Linked DNA regions of Rattus norvegicus: region 2 is linked to region 1. A link is a contact called in public Hi-C data. All regions are on one chromosome and are shown on one strand. Each heading gives the region's core, a stretch centred on a gene start, on an enhancer-like site or on the middle of the called end of the contact. The rest is flanking DNA. Distances are from core to core; before and after follow the strand shown. Region 1 holds the start of Rhoc (ras homolog family member C). Region 2 holds the start of Cttnbp2nl (CTTNBP2 N-terminal like).

Region 1 (6,922 bases), core at 494-2,993:
CCTGGGAGGGACAGTGCCAGACAGCTCCAGAGTAGAGCTTTAGAGAAGGCTGTGGGGGAGGGGGCTAGAGCCCGGGCTGGGAGGAGCCTCAAAAGAAAAGACTAGTGAGGATCAGCCTGAGCCTTGACCAGGCGGGGAGCAGTTAAGAAGGGGACAGTAACCTGATCTCGGCCCCAAACTTGGCTTTTCCTTTCAGTCCCCAATCCTGTCTGGCTCCACTGAACTCCTTTACTCCCTACGTGCCACCACCTCAAACCCTGGCCTGTGCCTGCCTTTTAGAAGCAGAGTATCCCTGCCCCAGGCTGGCTCTTCTCAGCATCAGGCCCCAGCGTGGTTCCTCTCTCACACACACACACACACACACACACACACACACACACACACACACACAACTGGGATGTGAGGGAAGAGGACATGAGTCACAGAGAATTTATAGGAGTTGAGTATGTGCAGACACACTTCCCACCCCCCACCTCAAGGGGTTTTCCCGAGTACCCCCAAAAGGCTGGGAAGAAGGCATTCACTCTGTTGCCTATCTCCTTCAAAAGTGAGATCTGAGAGGTGTACCCAGGTAACCAACCTACAGGATTGCTTCCAACTCCCGCACCTACTCCCATTAATTCAACCAGTCAGGCTGTATACAGGCTGGCGGAGACAACCCCAACCCAGGGTAGGCAGTGTAGATGAAGCGTGACAACACTAAACACTAGTCACGTCCCCATGCATGTGCCACGGCTGTCCCACAGCAGCGAGGCGACTGGGCATCTGACGGTGGGAGGCAGAGGCCGGAACTCCGTGGCTGGGTTAGAGCCCCCAGCTTAGAAGATTCTGCATCTAGGCTCTGCTTAGGCCAGAAGAATTGGGGACTCAGGCCAAACCAGGACATTAGGCCCAAGGCCAAAATGGCATGATGGTCTGGCTAACACTCCCTGTGAAAGGCGGCTCCGGAGGAACTGCCCCACTAACCCTGAGACAATGAAATGTCACACAGGGCCCCGGAGAAGGGTCTGGAACTTTTGGGACCTTCCCTGGGACAAGACATTAGCCCTCCTTAATACTCTCTTGATTTTTCCAGGTGATCCAACAGGCCTTTGTACTCTGCTCCCCTGAGATCTAGGCAAGAATCACTCTTTGGGCAACACCTTTTCCTTAACTTTAAAGCCATGAAGGAAGATCCGGGCCCCAGCTTTCTGCCCAACCCCCTAACACTCCCAAAAGGGTAGGAGGCAGAGTTGGGGATTGGGGTGTTTTGTTCTTTTTTTTTCTCCCCCTTTCACTCTCAGACCCACATACACCACAGAGGAGCAGGATCTTTCCTAGTCTTCTCAACCTCTTAGCTCAGATCAGCTCCAAAACCCGTCTAGGGCGGCGTCCTGACCCGCCAAGCAGTAGCAGCCCCCAATGGTCACATCCCGCCCCTATTCCCGCCATTCCCCATCCCAGGCCAGAACTCCCACCCCTAGCCAGCCTGAGGCCCTGTTCCTTACTCCCCGCCCGGAACTGGAGCTTCTGGGTAGAGTCGCTCAGGGAGATCCAAGTGTGTTCCTGGCCCAGCTAGGGAGGTCCGGAGAGGCAAGACTCAGAAAGGGAAGGGGCTCTGGGCTGTGGTTCGAGAGCTCAGGAGGCGAGAGCGCCTGCCCCGCGGCACAGGACGCTCTCCCATACCCCGCCCGGAACCCCCTCCTGAGCCGTTCCCCGAGCGATCCGGGAAGCAGGAAAGTGCTCTCCTCCGAGGTCAGTTCCCACGACGCCTCGCCACCCACCAGCTGGGGCCCCGTACCTTCTGCTCCGCCGCCTCCAGCTGCGCGGCCGGTGCCGGAGGCTGAGACTGACCCGAGCCCCGCCCCACTCTCCAGCACCGCTCCGGGGCGGGTCCGTCAAGGGGAGGGGGGTCGACGGGGGCGGCCCTTAGCATGGCCCGCCTCCGCTCTGGGCCCCGGGTGGCCGCAGGTCACCCCGGCTCAGGACCCGGCATGGGGCGTGGGGCTGGAGCTGGAGGGACCATGTCCAGAAATGTTTGGATTGCTGGGTGATGAGAGGGCGGGTGGGACCCCCGGAGGACTCGGCCTCTGCCCCACTTCCAACCCGTGGGGGGGCGGACCCGCTTCGGGAAAGTTGAGCGACTCCCAGGGTGGGGTCAGCGAGGGCCACTGCTGCCCTCCCGTGGCCAAGCAGCCCTCGACGTTCCAGTATCTCCTACCCCCTAGCCGTAACCGAGGGGACGGGTTATGCAGAAGCTGCCCACTCTCTTCTCCAGGAATCACTGCAGTAAATGCAACGTGACGCTAACCGGAGCCTTGGAGGCCTTTTGTGATCTACAGTCCCCAACTACCATCGCCTTACAAGTCCCTTCCTTCCTTCACCGGGAATTTCCCTACGTCCTGTTAACAGCACACTCCTGGAAGTGCTTCTGTGTCCTCGACTGGAAACTGACCTCATACTCCTATTGTATTGTTGTGTTGTTGATCCCAGTCTGACGTGTTACTTACCTGATCATATATCTCCTTCCTTATAAAGGGCTAAAGAAGTGGGTGTATAAGGAAGTCTACTGCTAGTGCTGGATACTTTATACACACACAGGTCTCTACTCTGGAATAAGTTCACCAGTTCCCTTTTGCCTGTAAAGAAAGTGAAGCCCAGAGATGTGTCACGATTTGTGACAGCAGGAATTTATAGTGAGGTGAGCTATGGTGACACACAAGAAGCTAAGGCAGGTGGATCTCTAGGAGTTAGTTGCAGGCCGTCCTGGGCTACATTGAGACCCTGTAGCAAAAACTCTTATCAGTCAGTCAAATTTACAGTCAGGCCTGTGGGACACCCAGGCATGTGCTGGCTCCATGCTGCCTGCCATGCTCCCGCTCCAACCTGCTCCCTGCACCATCCAACCAACCTCTGCTCATCATAGGTTTCAACAAAGATTTGCCAGAATAAATGCATGGAGTCTACTGCAGGTACAGCTGGGCGGGTGGTTCATGCCTGTAATCTCAGCACTCCCGAGGGAGCAGAGTTGCCACAAATTCCAGGCCAACATAGGCTGTGGAGTGAAACTGTCTCAAACCCAGGCAGACACATACCTAAACATTCACTCAGGATTGGAAGCACAGATCATACATACATTTGATAAATCAGATAACTGAGGTGAAGGGCACTTTGGCCTCCAGGACTCTGAATTCATACAGTAAACAGTGGTTGGATGTGAACTGAAAGCTATGTACTAACTAAGCTAGCTATGAAACTCTGCCTTCTGAAAACGTACAGTCTAGCCAGGCAGTGATGGTGCATGCCTTTAGTCCCAGCACTCAGGAGACAGAAGCAGGAGGATAGCTGAGTTTGAAGCCACCCTGGTCTACAGAGCTAGTTTTATGACAGCCCAGACTACATAAAGAAACCCTATCTTGAACAAAACATAAATAAAAGTAAACAAACAAACTCACAGTCCGAATGAAGAACACAGTTGAACATAGCTAACAGTTCTTGAAGCTTTATTTCATGAACCTTGCCCGCCCTGCCCACTCCATGTTTAGTTCTTACAAGACAGTGTTGTTATCTACACTTTACTGAGGCGTGGAAGCTTGGAGGAGTGTTTGGGAGTCAAAACACTCAGACTTAAGAGGCCCAGCTTGGGCTGGAGAGATGGCTCAGCAGTTAAGAGCACTGACTGCTCTTCCAGAGGTCCTGAGTTCAACTCCCAGCAAGCTCACAACCCTCTGTAATGGGATCTGATGCCCTTTTCTGGTGTATCTAAGACAGATACAGTGTACTCATATATAATAAATAAATCTTTTTAAAAAAAAAAGAGTCCCTGCTCTTGAGGCTGGAGAGATTGCTCATGGTCGTGGTTAAAAGCACTGCCCTTCCAGAGGGCCTCAGTTCAATTCCCAGCACCCACTTGGAAGCTCACAATTGTCTATAACTCCAATTCCAACACCCTCATACAGACACACATGCAGGCAAAACACCAATGCACAGGAAATTAGAAATAAATTAAAAAAAAATAGAGTCCCTGTTCTTAATAGCGACTTCCCATTGGCTCCTCCTATAGACAGTTATAATCCTGGAGGTAAGTAGCTTGGCAGCATCCAGGGGCTGTAGGACACTCAGCCCTGGAGAACAAATGAAATAGTCAAGAAAAGGTAGTGCAGGATGTAAAGTAAGTTGGAGCTGTGATAAGCCAGAGTCTGGAGGCAGGAAGGTGGTAACGCTAGAGAAAGAAACACTAGCTGGATCACATTATAAAGGTTCTTGGGGGGTTGGGGATTTAGCTCAGTGGTAGAGCGCTTGCCTAGGAAGCGCAAGGCCCTGGGTTCGGTCCCCAGCTCCGAAAAAAAAGAACCAAGAAAAAAAAATAAAAAATAAAGGTTCTTGGATGCCATGCTCCGGACTTTAACCTTAGTTCTGTTCCAGGCAGGACAATGAACCATGAAGTTAGGAAGTTGGCATAATGAAGAGCTAATGTGGTGATGAGGAAGGCAGACAGAAAGGTAAATATGAAAGATCTTATAAATAAACAGTATAGCCACACACCCCTCAATAAAAATGTTATATGACGATCGTTGCTAGGGAATTTCACCATTGTGTGAATAGCAATCAGCGTACTTACACAAACCGAGATGTACAGCCTAGGACACAGCTTGGCAACATTGTATATACTATCCAATAGACAGCTGAGCTCCTGAACTATTTCCTGGACTGCATGACTGAAGTAGCTGAGACTTGGGAAGATACATAAGCCGGGTGTGATCACTAACTGGATTACTAACTTCGAGCAGCCATGGTGCCCACTGAAAGGATGAAGCAGGAGAATTATTTATGGAGGAAACTGTGAATTCAGTCTAAGGTGTGTGGACTGGAAGCACACACTGGAGGAGATGGCTGGGAGGTAGCTGGCATGTGTGGGCTCAAAGCTCAGCAAAGGTTTGGGCTAGACACCCAGGCTTGACAGACAGGTGGAAGAAGCCACAGATGGGGTCACTCGTGGCAAGTATGTGGAGTGGGAAAGGAGGATAGAAGAATCTGGGCAAGCCACATTTTTAGGAAGGTTTTGGTGTTTTTTCCAATGCCCACTTTTCACGCTCTGGTCAAAGCAAATAACAACACACATGCTTGTCCATCTGCTTTATTTGACAGTTGTTGTAATTTTGGAACTAGTGGGCATCCCTGTGTCAAATGGCCACTTGAGAGTCAGGGGCACAACTTCCATGTTTGGGCTGGAGGAGAGTGGTAATGGAGATGCTGGGGTGGCAGTGAGAGGGCTGGGGCTGAGCCCATCAGGAGTAACTGCTGCCTGGCCCTCCCAGGGGGATAACGAAGACCGAGATGTCATCCCCGGAACCCAGCTTGTTGTTTGGGAGACGCCAGCCACGGTCCCGGGGGATTCCCCGGGCCCCCAGGACCAGAGCTTGGGCCAGAGCTGTATACCTGCCAGGAGTACATGTGTATATTCATGTACCAATACGTATACAAGAAGACAGATACACTGGCCCGTACTGGGGCTCCGAGCTTTGTTTCCCTTTGCCCCTTCCTTCACCAGGACTACCCCCTACCTGCTGGGATCATTGGGCTCATAGGTTGACAGCACCCTGTCCACAGTGGCAGCTACCTCAGAGTCATTGGTCACATCCCATAAGCCATCTGTTCCCAGGACCAGCACATCATCTGGACAGTGCTCATACTGTGTCAGATCATACACTCGTACCTGGTAGGCAGAGAAAGAGGACTGAGGTGTTAAGGAGGAAGGGAGGTTGGAGATAAAAGGGCCCTGGGTAAAAGCCAGTCAGAGCCTCCTAAAGGAAAGAAGGAGTGCTCACTTCAGGAAAGCAGGAGAGGAAAGGCTTGATGGGCAGAGTAGAACTGCAGACCTTAAGGTTGTGGTCTCCCAAGCCCCGTGTCACCCCAATGGTAGCCATTACCCGGGCCTGAGAAAATGAGGGAAAAAAAATGCTGCTATTTAGCTCCTCTCTTAGACTCCCTGAAACCATAGACTCCTCCCACACCTACTGTTTGGTGAAAGCTCCACCTCCCTGGACAAGCTGATATGAGTCTCCCTGCCCTCTCCCACTCTACTCAGGGTTTTACCTTTTTGCCCTCTCCACAGACCAGAGGAAACCTGAGATCCTCCAACTCAATCTTTTTGTAGGCCCTGAGGAGGGAGAGTAGAGGAGGCATCACCCAGGTGGCAAAGCTCCTACCCCTAGGAACCACAACCCCCACACAAACCCTTCCACTCCAGCCTAACCCAGCTCCAGCTTCCACCTTACTGCTGGTGAAGGACTGGTTGCTTTGCCATGGGAACGGCCCCAGCTCTGAGGGAAGTTACCAGCCAGTCATATTCTGGTCCCTGTACAGCATCCTCTGCCCTAGTTCCTTGGGCTGAACTCTTCGGGGAAACTCAAGGTGGGTGAACTCACTGCCCAGCAGTTCTGGTTTCAGAAAGCCCTGAGGTTGGGAAGGGCCAAACAGGAGAGAGTCCATTTCCTTCGTATCACACCCTGACACAATATATAGCTGTTAAATTATAACATATCCTTAAAGTTTACTGCAGGCCACACACTCCTCTAATATAACATGAATGAACCTGTTCATCCCTCACAAACCACTGAGAAAGGGACTTGTCAGAGGTATGATTCATCCCCAGGTAAGCCGGATAGAGAGACCACACTGGAGGAAGAACTAAAGTAACGCCCTTGCTTTGGGCCTTTGTTATTTTCACCCCCACTTCTTTTTTTTTTTTTTTTTAAAGATTTTATTCATTTATTATATGTAAGTACACTGTAGCTGTCTTCAGACACACCAGAGGAGGGCATCAGATCTCATTACAGATGGTTGTGAGCCACCATGTGGTTGCTGGGACTTGAACTCAGGACCTCTGGAAGAGCAGTCGGTGCTCTTAACCACTGAGCCATTTCTCCAGCCCCCACCCCCA
Region 2 (7,564 bases), core at 3,566-6,065, 270 kb before region 1:
GCATTAGTGTTTTGCCTGCATGTACATGTATGATGGTGACAGATCCTCCCCTGGAACTGGAGCTACAGAGAGTCACTGTGCTTCATCATCACTCGCTGTTTGCTCTGCTCTTGTTTCTCTTGTTTTGTTTTTATGTGGTGCTTGGTATCTAACCAAGGGCCTTGTCCCTCCCCCTCCCCCATTTTAAAATTAAATCAAACTCACACAACTGCAAGAGAGCTACTCAGCCCCAAGCATTCCATACATCATTTTAAATTTTTTATTTTATTTTACTTTTTATGTCTATGAATAGTTTACCTTCGTGTATGTCTGTGCATTGCGTGCATGTCTGGTGTCCTGGGAGGCCAGAAGATGGTGGAACTGAAATTTTGAAACTGATGCTGTAAGTTAAAACGTGGGTGCTAGGATTGGGATCCTGGTCCTTTGGAGAAGTTGGTGTTCTTAGCTACTGAGCCGTTTCTCCAAATCCCATAAATCAAAAGAATTTTCATTATGTTTATTCATGTATTTATGTGTGTACATGTATTGCAGTGACTTGAGCATAGAAGTTTAAAAATGGGATGGAGAGATGGGTCAGTGGTTAAGAGCTGGCTGCTCTTCCAGAGGACCCAGGTACCCCAGGTTCAAATCCCAGCACCACAGGACAGTTCACAATTGTGTAACTCCGGTTCCAGGGAATCTGGTGCCCTCGCATATATGTAAATGTGGGCTCCAATGCACATAAAAGTTGTAAAAAGGGCTGGAGAGATGACTCAGTGATTAAGGGCACCGACTGCTCTTCCAGAGGTCCTGAGTTCAAATCCCAGCAACCACATGGTGGCTCACAAGCATCTGTAATGAAATCTAATGCCTTCTTCTGGTGTGCCTGAAGATAGCTACAGTGTACTTATATATAACGAATAAATAAAGCTTTAAAAAGAAGTTGTAAAAAGAAGTTAAAGGACAGTGTGTAGACATTCATTCTGCCTTTCTCCCACATGGGTTCCAAGAACAGAGCTGAAGTCATAAGGCGGCAGGTGCCTTAAACCAGCCATGCTGGCCCACAAACCAAAAAGATATTGCTGCACTCTCTATTGTCCCAGCCCACTGAGCATGGTGGAGGGGAGAGACAACATAGCAATTATGAGGGTGTACTCTGTACTTATCCAGTCTAACCTCCTTTACTCTACCATCGCCTCCCAAACACTTAGAATGTCTAGCTTCACAGCTCTCCATTTCAGAAAAACCTTGACCCAGTTCCTCAATTGTGGATCTCTTCGTGCTCAATTTCCAAATCTGGAAAAATGGGAATAATAATATTCTTCCTAGGGCACTGACACAGATGCTTTATGTAAATTAACTCTACAGTACTGGGATATAATTTAATATTTAGTTGGCATAATATATATTATAAGCCATTATATCATACATAAATATATATCAGAAGACATACTCTCACACGCGCATGCACACACACACACACACACACACACACACACAATGGCTTTACAATCACAGCCTGCAATGATATTCAGGAATCTTTCTATTTCTTTTGTGCCATTTACCACAGTGGAGTTAGAATTAAGTGGAGAAATTGTCGACTAGATTTGGACTAAGCTGATCCTCTTAAGAATTACTGTCTACCCAGACCCTCCGAATGTGGACTAGTTTGGAAATAGGGTCTTCGTGAATGTCATGAGTTAAGATCTTCAAATCAAGAAGTCAAGCACAGGGTCCACACTTATTAATCCAGCTACTTGTGATTTGCAGGCCAGCATGTCTACAGAGACTCCAACAGTCACAGGACTCTCTAAATCCCGTATATCTAGTGTCTTTATGAAAGAGGACATACAGAAACACCGAGACAAAAGGGAAGGCAGCTAGGTTGTTATAGAGGCAGACAGAAGTTGGGGTGATGACTGGAGCCACAAATCAGGAGACAGTCATGGAATGGGTGTCTCACAACCTGTCAACAGCTTGCAGACCTCTGGCCTCCAGACAGAGAGAGAACATGTTGTGTTGTTCTAAGCCGCCCACTTGGCAGTGATTTGTTAACAACAGTTTATGACAGAGCAGTGATCAGCCCCAGATTTTCTTCATTTCCAGTCTAACCTCTTTTACTCTATCATTGCCTTCCAAGCCAGCAACAAACACTTAGGACATCTACCTACAACATTTGCCAATTGAAGCGGGGGAAAAAAACTCAACCCAAGCTGTAATCTTTTAGTACTTAAATGACATAAAGTTGTTGCCGGACACATGAGAACCATTTAGTAAATATTAATGAACAAGTTGATAATATACCAAGTACCAAAACACAGCCTATGTGTTTGCCTGTTCAAGACATCATGAGCCTATTTCCACGCTCTATGTGCCAAGGACCCTAAACTTACAAGTTTTCTACATTAAATCACACAGTTCCAGAACTCACTGCCACTATTGAAGGCTGAAGGTTATGAAAGGCTCAGAAGCCCTGCCTGTTCACACTACCTCACGGGTGACAAGTTGAAAGCCATCTTAACATTCTCAGGACTCTGAGTCTTACAAGGCAAGGATGATTTCATCCTGTTGAGCCTTTCTACACTTGCTCAGGAACTGGCTTAAAGGAACCGAGAGTTGGGAACTGCTCAGTGCTGTAAAGGATGTGGGTCACATGGTACTGTTTCCATTAGGTCAGCTTTGGAGTAGAATGGGTGGTGGTAGATTAATAGCTACAAAGGGAGGGAGAGGAAGGCTGGGTGAGCTGATTCATTGGAGCAAACCTTGGAGTGAGTCAGAATCCAGCAGAAAAATAGCCTGTTGTCCCACATCTGCCTCATTGTCTGGCAATGAGACACTTCCTCCCTGCATGCCCACAGGCAAAGCAAAGGAAGGAGGAAATGGATTCTTTTCAACCCCCTTCCCCCCCCACCCCCCCCCCCGTGGTACTATCCCTGTACCTAATCCTGTGTCTTTCAATCATTTCGGACATTGTGTTCTATTCTGAGAGGTCTCCTGTAGCCCGTGGTGGTCTGCAACACTGTGTAGCCAAGAAAGATCTTGAATTCCTGGCTCTCCTCTGCCTCCACCTCCCAGATGATGGGATTTACAGGTGTGCACACCCTATCCAACCAGACTGTCTTTCTGAATACAGAGCGTGATATCTTTGCAAAATTCTTCTTGCTCTAGGTCACTGTTCCCAAAGCACCTGGGCTGTACTGGAGCATCTCCGCATGCTGTCTTCAAGCCAGCAATGGCTAGGGGAGAGTACCGAGTTATTGGCTTCGCTCTGCTGCTGCGTTAATCACTATCTTTCCTCTGAACAGGTCCCCCGTGGGAACGGGTGGCCGGCTAGCAGACTATGGCACAGATTGGAGTTAGTCTTGTAATCTTTCTTTTCCAGTTATTAATTCTATAACCTTCAGTTGGATCTCTTGGTTTCTTTGACTCGTCATAATCACTCACGGTGATGTCCACTATACAGGGTATGACAGCACTGACACGGATATTATATGGATGAACATAACACTGTGTTGACAGGAAATACTGTTTTACTTCCTCTAAACCATGATTACTCAGGCTGGGCATCTCTCTACCCAGACTGTAAACTGCACCTGTCTCGAGGACTGTGTTTGCCTAGGGCAGTGGTTCTCAACCTTCCTAGTGCTGCTGTCCTTTAATATAGTTTCTCACGTTGTGGTGCTCAACCATAATTTCGCTGCTACTCACAGCTGTAATTTTGCTGTTATAAATTGTAATGTAGGTATTTTTTTTTTTTTACAGATAAAGGTTATCCGAGGGGTTGTAACCCACAGGTTGAGAACCACAGGCAGAGAGAGTATTAAATTCCTAATATTCTCCTGCTGATAATTGTGAGGATTAGGAATAATGTATTCAGAGTAGCATGTTACTTGTGCACTTAAATACTTGTTTTCTTACATGTACTTGTTACAAATTCTTTAAAACAATGTGGTCAATCACTTGTGAGCTGAAGTGCAGGCTACGGTAGAGTGCGTTCTCTTCCCTCCAGGTTATCCGGTCTTGTTTTTATCACTAAGATCTGCATTCCTGTGTTCACAAGGACAGTCATTCCCCCTCATCCAACTGTTTTGTTTTGGCTTCGTTAAAAACGCATTCCCCACAGTATGACGGGGCCCAAACATATAAAAGAGGGCCCCACATTCATGAAAGGCAAGCACAGTGTGGGAAAACTGCGCGTAAGTTTGCAATTATTTGGCTTCGCCCTGAAAGGAAGGTCGGCAGGGGTTATGCCCTCCTCTACCGGGTGCTGTCCTGTCTGTTCAACCCCAGAGTCTCCCTTTGTGTACCCAGTGTGATGTGTTAAAGGAGATGGTCTTGTGCCCTTGCTTTCCAGCACCACACCCAAAAGTCAGTGCAGAGAGAGAGAGAGAGAGAGAGAAAGTGAGAGAAGCAAAGAAGACACGTTACTAGGTTTTCAATAACTAATTCTAAAACAAACGCTAAAACTCACTTCTTTTATTCACATTTTGGATAAACCCCAAATTAAGCCACCAAAAGGTGTTCTCAGGATCCTGAAAAGTTGCAGAGCCCAGGCGGAGAGCAGAGCGAACCCAGACTCCAGCCGACCAGAGGTGGTACTTCCTCCCGGAAGTGACGCCAGCTCAATCCCAGCCTGGCTCTCCCAAACAAAAGGGATCTTGCAGCCCCAGGAGGAGCCGGGATGACTTTGGAGAAGCCCAGCCTTCAGGCGGCGAGGATTGGTTGCAGAGCCGCAAGGGCAAGACTATAATTGGCTATGGTATCTGCCGGTCACTGCCGGCGGATGAGGGGGCGGGTCCTGGGAGGCTGGGGATGGGGAGCGGGCGGCGGAGGCGGCGGCGGGGAAGGATCCCGGAGCGCCGAGGCCAGGTACGGAGCGCGGGGTCCGGGCTCTGCGGTGCTGGGTGGCCGGGTCTCCGAGAGAGCCTCCCGGCCCGGAGCGTGTATGGCTTTCAGCAGCAGTCCCTGTCGGGGTAGGGATGGTCCCTTAGGGGGCGGGGCCGCCGCCTCCAGATCCCGGGATTCCCCGAGGAGGCGTCGCGGCATCCTCCAGGGTCCTCGCGACTGTTCATTGTCTCTCGCCAGCCTCCGCCCTTTAGCAGGGGTCTCCCCCTGACCTGTCTCACTCCATGTCGCCTTTTGCCCAGCCCTAGCCTCGGAGAGGGACTGGTGGGTGCAGTTTCTAAGCTGCAGCCCCCACCCCTATATTGGACCCCCGCAAGTCCAGGCATCCCTTCCCACACCTGCCCCTGCTGGCAAGTCTGGGTCCAGAACTAGGGTGCTGTATAAGATCTAAAAAAAAAAAAAACAGCGTTGTTCTTATGAGGGATGGGCGAGGAGGAGGGAAAAAAAAGACGAGACCCAGACAGACACCTCCAACAGTCAGAGCGGCCTTCTCCCCTCTTTAGCTCTTCCCATCCCCCAGCCTCTGATTGCTCCTACGGTCCCCCCAGATCCTGTGTTGTCTTGTTGAGTGTTGAGAGCTCCCCGGCTTAAATCATGTATTACCTTCTTCCCTTCGCCCTTTGTACCTTCCTCGCCCTTTATTTTTCTTGTGGGAGAAGCCAGCTTTTGGGGGATTTTTAGGTTTGAGTTGCCTTTCAGTTTTGCTTTCTACCCGGTTTCTTCCCTGAGAACTTAATAGGAAAGCATCCGCATATTTCATAGCAAGGTGGGTGTGTTAGCTTTCAGCAGAGTTAGCCTTGTGTGGGTAGGAATGCAGTGTGTATTGTTTGACAGTCAGTTATTAATACCATATTTTCAAATGAAACGGTGTGGAGAAGTCAGTAAATGCCTTTGCAGTAGGAATCCCCATCTCTCAGTTTGTAGTGGGCTGGTCCGTTGCTCCGGGAGACTGCAGTTAACCTTGAAGGTGTACGGCAGGTTGAAACAAAAGACAGGAAGTATTTGAACAAAATTCAGGTTCAGTTGGCTAGGTTTATAATTAATCTGGTCCTGTGGCCTCTGAGTACTATCTCACCCCTGTTTTATAATGAGATTTTATCTCAAAGAAAACGTATCTACATGTGATATGATTCTGTCTGGCGTGCCCGCATCATCAACCAAAATTTAAAGCATTAAAATAAAAGGTAGTTTTCAATTTCAGAACAAGAGCCTTGTTGACTGTCCCGATGTTAATGTCATCGAATCTCTAACCATCAGCTGTGGCTAGCAGTACCACCTATTAATTTTTCTATATTTTTGGCATTTTAAATTTTGATCCCGAGTTCATTTTACTGTTGGTTATTTATAGCCGACAGATGTGAGGTGCAGAGTTGCAGTCACAGAGGGCGATTGTAGTGGCTGTTGTCTGTAGCCTTCCTGAGTAGACTTCCTGAAGGTAATTAGTTTTGAATAGTCAGGTTCCAGAGCCACTCTAGGGCTCTGTGATTGTTTCCAGACACCTAGAGAAAGGAAGCACAAAGAAGAAACTGTATACAGGGTCTCTCCTGCAAACACAAAGTTTATTGCCATAGGAAGGAGAGATCCATTATCCCAGAAATAGCATCAGGGGTTTAAAAAAAAAAACTAGAAGTAGAATAGGAAACCCCCAAAAGATGTATCTTATTACATGAGTGGAGAACAGGAAATAAATCCAGGTAGGAGACGTCGGGAAACCTAAGGAGTAGTGATTTCCAGGGCCCTGACAAACAGAGGAAAAGCAGAATAAAGCCACTGATGTTTTGGCACAATAAACAAGAGCTGCTTAATATACCTTTGATCTGGAGGGCTGGTTTTGTTTTGTTTCATCAAGAGTGCTACTGTGTCTCCTTATGCTTCTGAAAACTGTGTAGCCCAGGATGGCTTCCCCTCCTGTTGGGATTACAGCGTGTACTATGATGTTCAACTCTGATAGAATTCTTTCCGATAACCTTTTCACTGTCATTTTTGGTCATGTTAAATGAAAAAAGCATTGTGTGCAGACAGTTTGTGTGTGTGGGTTTAGTGCATTTCATTAAATTATTCTTTGACTGCAAAAAGTTCTTGTAGCTTCCACGGTGCCTAATAGGAACACTGAATTTAGTTTAAAGCTCTCACATAAGAGTCAAACAAGACAGATAACAAACTGATAAAGTATGGCACATCTTGTTAAACCATCCGCCTTCTTGTCTTTGTGTAATTTGATTTTTCCTTATCTGACATGATAGGAAATTGCAATATCTGAAGTGGCTAAAATATTGACTTTCCTATGAGAAAATATCTCTGGATAGGTTTTATATATATATATATGTTTACTGTCATGAATTCTGAGCCAGATATATATGTATAAGAATCTGACCTAGTGGAGGTGGGGTGAGTTCTGGAGAACACTCTAGGAACTGTTGGTTAATTTTTATTGTAATTTCTGAGTATTTGATTTGACCCTAGTGTGCCGGCTAGTTTTATGTCAACTTCATACACGCTAGAGGCATCTGGGAAGAGGGAAACTTCAGTTGAGAAAATGTCCCTATCTGATTGGCCCATGGGCAAGCCAGTAGGGCGTGTTCTTGATTAGTGGTGGTTGTTGAGAGTGCCCAGCCCACTCTGGGCGGTGCTCCCCTTAGGCTTGGGCCTGAGTGCTATAAGAAAGCTGGCTGAGCAAGCC

Evidence for each region. A called contact is a pair of places that touch in the nucleus more often than the background predicts.
Region 2: a Hi-C map of Schwann cells shows a contact between it and region 1, with 3 times the contacts expected there. The contact joins the promoter of Cttnbp2nl here to the promoter of Rhoc in region 1. A contact is called at or near these places in 4 of 12 Hi-C or Micro-C datasets (the A7r5 cell line, Schwann cells, mammary epithelial cells and 1 more) and 1 of 1 datasets of contacts at active chromatin or transcription factors (oligodendrocytes).

Annotation. Positions count from the first base shown.
Region 1 is chr2:194,970,407-194,977,328 of GRCr8, reverse strand. Rhoc (ras homolog family member C) reads right to left here and starts at 1,743. Exons shown (of 5, transcript NM_001106461.1): 1 at 1,488-1,743. It overlaps Ppm1j (protein phosphatase, Mg2+/Mn2+ dependent, 1J), which reads right to left. Exons shown (of 10, transcript NM_001005540.1): 6 at 6,317-6,435; 7 at 6,076-6,139; 8 at 5,808-5,915; 9 at 5,544-5,695; 10 at 5,101-5,418. The coding sequence ends at 5,268.
Region 2 is chr2:195,240,154-195,247,717 of GRCr8, reverse strand. Cttnbp2nl (CTTNBP2 N-terminal like) reads left to right here and starts at 4,815. Exons shown (of 6, transcript NM_001107712.2): 1 at 4,815-4,848.